2 separate regions of the Danio rerio genome follow, and region 2 is linked to region 1. A link is a contact called in public HiCAR-type data. All regions are on one chromosome and are shown on one strand. Each heading gives the region's core, a stretch centred on a gene start, on an enhancer-like site or on the middle of the called end of the contact. The rest is flanking DNA. Distances are from core to core; before and after follow the strand shown. Region 1 overlaps LOC141376156 (a long non-coding RNA gene). Region 2 holds the start of dnajb11 (DnaJ heat shock protein family (Hsp40) member B11).

Region 1 (3,337 bases), core at 236-2,735:
AACCCATGTGACTGCAGGAAGAACATGCAAACTCCACACAGAAACGCCAACTGACTCAGCTGAGGCTCGAACCAGCGACCATCTTGCTGTGAAGCGACAGCACTACCTACTGCGCCACTGCATCGCTAAAAGTTTATTTAATTTACTTTATTTTAAAATAGAAATATAATTATGCAAAAGTATTGTAATGAGATTTGCACAATGTTTAATTAGCTTTACAATACTAAAATGTCTACATGAACACTTTGCATATGCAGGACTTTTGCCAGCTCATGTGCGTAGTGGAAAGCAAACACCAAAAGGTGCGGATAGCAATAATGAAAATGTATTTATCAGAAAATGCTTACCAAATGTTTATTAAAAATGACTTAAATGTTTAGTTTACAGTAGTTTTGTTTTACAAGTTGTTTTGTATTATAGAACTTAATAATTATTTTTTAAGTTTCTTTAAACATTAGCTTTTAAATGGTGTTTCTTTTTTAATATGGAAATTATTCATAAAATCACTTTGCATTTCCAGTAATATTTACTTTCATAGATATTGTAATCAAGAACAACTTGTCCAACATTTATGTACCTTTTCTATGAGAACAACTGTGTACTTCCATTTCACATTTTTACAAAGGTACAAAACTGTACCTTAAGAAACATTATTTGTACCACTGTGTACCTTTTTTTCTGAGAATTTAGCAAGCAAATTAATGCAGAAAAAGGCATTAATATTTGTTTTATAAATAATAATAAACAGACAATATGCTGGCAAGATGCATTTTAGTAAGTTTCCTATATGTTCAATTTAAGTTATTTTATTTATTAGTATTTATTTATTTATTTTATTTTTTTTCATTGTATTTTAATTGTACAATGTTAATGGTATCAAACTGACTTTCATTGTAAGCACAATGATACTATATGAGATGGATGGATGGATTGTAAAATTTTTCTATTAAAACAATTGTATTAATATTTAATTTCATCAAATAATCTAAAAATATATATATAGCCTTGTTTCACTAAAATATCAAATTGAAAAAAAAACAATAAAATCCCCACTAACAATTAAGTTGAAACTCACAAATAATAATTGCATGTAAATGAACTATATATTAAATATTTGCATTATGATATATATATATATATATATATATATATATATATATATATATATATATATATATATATATATATATATATATATATATATATATATATATATATATATATATATATATACACATATATATTACTTGATTAATATTACTTAACATTAAAATTGTATCAAAATATAATATAAGCACGATAACCATGCAAGTGGCCGTGGGAATGTGTCTTCCCTGTGGGCACTGGGTGAAATGTGCCTACTCTTTATGTGGTCAAAAAGATCCATTCTCCTTCTGGTGCCCTGCTCTGTCCACTGTTTCTGACCTCAGCTGGCCCGGAGAGCAGGCGCCAGTGTGAGGCCAGCGTGAACTCGACGTGGTCACTATATGGCCCACAGTGCCTGCCCTGCCCCGCCCCTCAGAGAGCAGACAATCAGGGGCCACTGGTCATTGTCACCAGGGCGTGACGACCGCACATGCCTTAGGAAAAACAGTTCACCGCCATCATTTCTTCACAACTTCTCAGATACAAATCTAAAAGAATAAAAGGTGAGGGATTTTCCATGAAATGGCAAGCATGTTCAATTATTTGTGGCCACTGATTCGCCTGCTATAATTATGGGGATTGTGTTGTTTACATGAAGGCAGAAGCTCTTGGATGAGCGTTTGGGATGTTCGCTCAACTCTGTAATAGAGTGGAACTGGAAAAGCCATGATGGATTTTGAAATTTTTTTTTAGGGGAAGTGCACCATTACGGCAACTGCACACTCCCTGCACTTAACCGCAGATTCCAGATCAGCTCTTTGCACTATGTGGTTATTGCAGCCATGGTCACTAAACTGGCCTGGGATCAGCGTAACAGGTTAGGGTTTGCTTTACTGTGGAGCGTCCATGGTTTTGTGGTGTTCTGATTATGGTCACAAAGTGTCACCTTCAATGCCTTTCCCACTTTTTCTCACAAGCCACACATGCAGACCGAAACACATACACACACACACTGCAGAAACACTTTCTCAACACATTTGTGTACTCATAAAAACGCATTCCAAATGGTTCCCTTAAACTTATGATAGCAATTACTGCTGCTATTTTACACGGATACAGAGTGTATTTTGATTAGTCTATAATTTGATGGGTTGCTGTCCTTGCATAGCAGTGACAGTGATGTGAGATAGTAGAAAACAACAGGACACAAACTAGGTTTCACTTATCATGACATTACTTAAAAATGACGACTCCTCTGTATTGATAAAGAACACACTTGTGAAGAAGATTGCATTTACTGAATTGTGTTATTCCATTCAACACGTTTAAATAAAACAAAGCAGAATAAAATAAAGTAGTACCTCATTCAGTTTTCAGAAAAGTAAAAATATATATCTTACAGCATTAAACTATCCAAATGAACCTAAGATTCAAGACCTCTCACTCTCTCTCCTTAGAGCTTTCTAGTTAATACAATACATGAGTATCTTGACAATAACACTGTGTGAAACCCAAAAAGTTAAGGTGACAAACTATTTAGAGAAACCGATTGCAACAAACAATTAACTTCAAAAACTAATCCCAATGAGTACTGTGAACTTCCATTTGAGTAAATGAAGCAATTTGAGCACAGTAAAACCCAATAAATGAAAAGAACTCAAAACCATTTGAGAACTACATGAAATGAACATTCATTTCATTTGATAAAGCTGACTGTTGGGTTTTACAGTGTATATATAAAGAACATACCTGTGTAGACGATTGAATTTACTGAATTATGGTATTCCCTGATCAACTATTTTAAATAAAACAAATTCATTTAATAAATCAATGACTTCACTCTTAAAAATAAAGGGACACAAAGTTTTTCTTTTCTTCAGAGAAGAACCAATATTGGTTTCCCAAAGAACCTTTAAGTGAACAGTTATTTAAAAAAAAAATCTTTATCAACCTGCTCTACCATATTTTGTCTGTTTTAAATAATGACTGTTACAACATGGTTGGTTTACTAAAGAAAATCAAACAAACATAAATATGTTGCACTGTTACTGTACACTTGATTTTAGTTTTATTGTAAAAAAAAATGTTAAATGAGAATCTGAAATGTTTCATGGCATACTTCAAAAATAAAGATGATTTAGTTTACAAAATTGTTTTGTTTTTATTATGTTTTTAAATAAATAGGTCTTACACTTCTTATTTTCTGATTTTTCATAGTATATGTATTAATTCCAAAATTTTTACCATAAAC
Region 2 (3,064 bases), core at 60-2,559, 160 kb before region 1:
TAAATTGTAATCAAATCTGTGTTTTTGAAACTAATGAAGACAGCAGAAGTCCAAGATTCATTTGAATTATTTAGCCTGACAAGTTTACTGTAACAATATATTTTAAAAGTTTCTCGTAATAAAATATATTGTGTTCAAAGGGGAACACTAATACTTAACCATTAACTGAATTGTAAAACACAGCTCTGGTGCTTTTAACACTGCTGGCACTGCCAACAGATCCTCCAACATCCCAGAGTTCAATGTAGAAAGCCTTCTCTTCTGGAGTGCCTTCTCTGTAGTCATGAACCTGTCCAAAGAATCAAGACTCACTTTGTCATTTTCCATAGCTTTGTGAATTGAAATGAATCACTTTTAATTGACATTATACCCTGACGTCCACTGAGCAGCCCACAGTCCATGAGGGATTCCCCAAAACCTGATTCTGGCAAAGAAGGTGTACAAGAGAGGACTTCCCTACTCCTGTAAACAGACAAACAACACTGATCAGGACAGGATTATTGATGTTCATAATAATTTATTTTACGATTAAAAATACAATTAGATAAAGTTCCCCCTTTTTCACAAAATTAATGAATCTTGATAATAATAATTAAACAACGACTACTAATAAATAAAACGAATATAATATTTCAGTCTCAGCTATGATGTGGTAGCCAACACATAACGTTAGCTTGAGTGTAATATTACATGACGTTACAATATAAATGTGCATTGACATTATATTAAGTAGGTTAACACAAAACAAGGTCGATAGATTATTTTGATCATGTTTATTACCAGAATCTCCCAAAACCAGCACTTTCACCCTGTCCAAAGATGCCATTTCTATACGGAAGTGTAAACTTAACGTTACGTGCATGACAAAATAAAAGTTGCATATATACGTGAAAGAGTCACTGAGCTAAAATACTGAAGAGAATTCTACATAGATCTGTGGATATAGTACATAAAAGTTATTTAAATTAGACCATGTTTAACGTCAATTAAATGTATTTATATAAACTAAAGTTATATTTAAATCATATTAAATAATTGTTCTTGTGTGATTTGTTGTCGAATTTGAAATATTGCTTGCATTTAATGCCAACATGGCTTGGGCTACTAATATAATATAATATAATATAATATAATATAATATAATATAATATAATATAATATAATATAATATAATATAATATAATATAATTAATACAATATAACGATGTTTGCTTCGACTGACTTTTATAACACTTCCTTTCTGAACCTGGGCGGGGATTTGTGACAGAGCAGGAAGAGGCTTTTTGATAGACATCACAGAAAGCCGGTGTGTTTTACTGGACTTCTGAAGGAAACAAGGACCCATGGCTATTAGAGGAATGAAATTGTCGAGTGTCTGTTTTCTGCTTTTATATTTGATACTGACCGTATTTGCAGGGTAAGTGAATATCGTATGGTTTTCGCGTTAGGGTTTAGTTCATTACACTAACTCAGTACTCTGGCTGGTACACATGTTTCACTGTGATTGGTCTACGCCACTGTCCGTGCATCGTGCTAGTGAAGCTCACCAGAAACGACTTCACATTATGTCCTTTATTTCTTGTACTTCAATGCAGAGTTTTAACACCCTGGTTGTTGTTTTGTTTTGTTTAAAATTCGACGCTTATTGTTTAAAACGACTAATAATTGCTGTAATGAAGCTGCCAACTCCTCTGTGAATCTGCATGTTTATGTAACTGTCATATTTATTCCAGGAATATCTGAAGCTTCGTGTTGTTGATTGTATTGCTTTTTTTGGTCATGATGTTAAATGATTAGACACCAGTATCCACGGCTGTTTCTATTCATCAGTATCCTTAAATTAATGAATGGATTGGTGTGTGGTTCAACGTACTTCTGAATTCCTGTTTGTTTTCAGGAGGGATTTCTACAAAATTCTAGGGGTTAGTAGATCAGCATCAGTCAAAGACATTAAGAAAGCCTACAGAAAGTTGGCATTGCAGCTTCATCCAGACAGAAACCAAGATGACCCAAATGCCCAAGACAAATTTGCAGACCTTGGAGCTGCTTACGAGGTAAGCCATTTTATTCAGAGATCGTTTTAACAAGTCATTTTAACTGGAATCTGCTTTTGTTGTAATTGTTACGCTTCATGTGTTGAACAATGCTAATTTCTTCACTCGGTAATATAGGTGTTAAAATGGTCTATTGTGTAATGACGACTTGGTTAGTCTTGCGAACAGTATTCGTAGCTTTAATACAGATATCTAAATTGATGATGTTTTGCGTCCCTATTGTCATATATCATATTTCCAAATCAGAACAAAAGATCAGTACAATCCCCACTGAAATGAATATGACCAGCATGAGCGTTGTTGTTAGAAACGAATCCATGGAGCTCTCTGATTTGTTAGAAGAATTGTGTGGCCGCCTCTGATTGGTTGACACATCTGCTTTTTCTTATTCATTTCATGTGACGTGTAGCGTGTAATAATATACAATGTGTGCAAAATTAAATTGTTACACAATGTTTTTATTTTATTTTAAAAAATGTAGCTCAATTCAATATTATGTTAAGGTGAATTTATTATTTTATTTTCATAAATCAATCAAATATTATATTATGCAACAATTTCACAAAAAAATTGTAATATATATTCACGATTTAAAGTAAAATATTATGACTAATGTTAAATATTCTATAATATATATTCTAAATATTAAAGATTCTAAATATTATATAAGGCTGCACGATATTAGAAAAATTTAACACTGCATTATTTTGTTATGCTTTTGGCCATATATTGCGATATTTTATATATATATATATATATATATATATATATATATATATATATATATATATATATATATATATATATATATATATATATATATAAACACACACACACACACACACACACACACACACACACATATATATATATATATATATATATATATATATATATATATATATATATATATATATATATATATATATATATAAACACACACACACACACACACACACACATATATATATATATATATATATATATATATATATATATATATATATATA

The links. HiCAR-type assays count read pairs that join an accessible place to other places.
Region 2: a contact with region 1 is called in a HiCAR-type map of caudal fin, with 5 times the contacts expected there. The contact joins the promoter of dnajb11 here to the enhancer-like site in region 1. A contact is called at or near these places in 4 of 18 Hi-C or Micro-C datasets (caudal fin, embryo and hematopoietic stem cells) and 2 of 4 datasets of contacts at active chromatin or transcription factors (caudal fin and embryo).

What each region holds. Positions count from the first base shown.
Region 1 is chr9:34,174,784-34,178,120 of GRCz12tu, reverse strand. All of the region lies in intron 2 of LOC141376156 (a long non-coding RNA gene), which reads right to left. Among named protein-coding and RNA genes, the nearest start is that of satb2, 110 kb to the left of the region's middle. Within about 2 kb of position 1,485, at least 3 of the 62 cell types and tissues checked have an H3K27ac peak or open chromatin away from gene starts, as enhancers often do.
Region 2 is chr9:34,331,879-34,334,942 of GRCz12tu, reverse strand. It overlaps dnajb11 (DnaJ heat shock protein family (Hsp40) member B11), which reads left to right and starts at 1,309. Exons shown (of 11, transcript NM_198821.1): 1 at 1,309-1,417; 2 at 1,898-2,054. The coding sequence starts at 1,344. It overlaps rabl3 (RAB, member of RAS oncogene family-like 3), which reads right to left and starts at 828. Exons shown (of 8, transcript NM_205733.1): 1 at 781-828; 2 at 371-462; 3 at 160-289. The coding sequence starts at 826.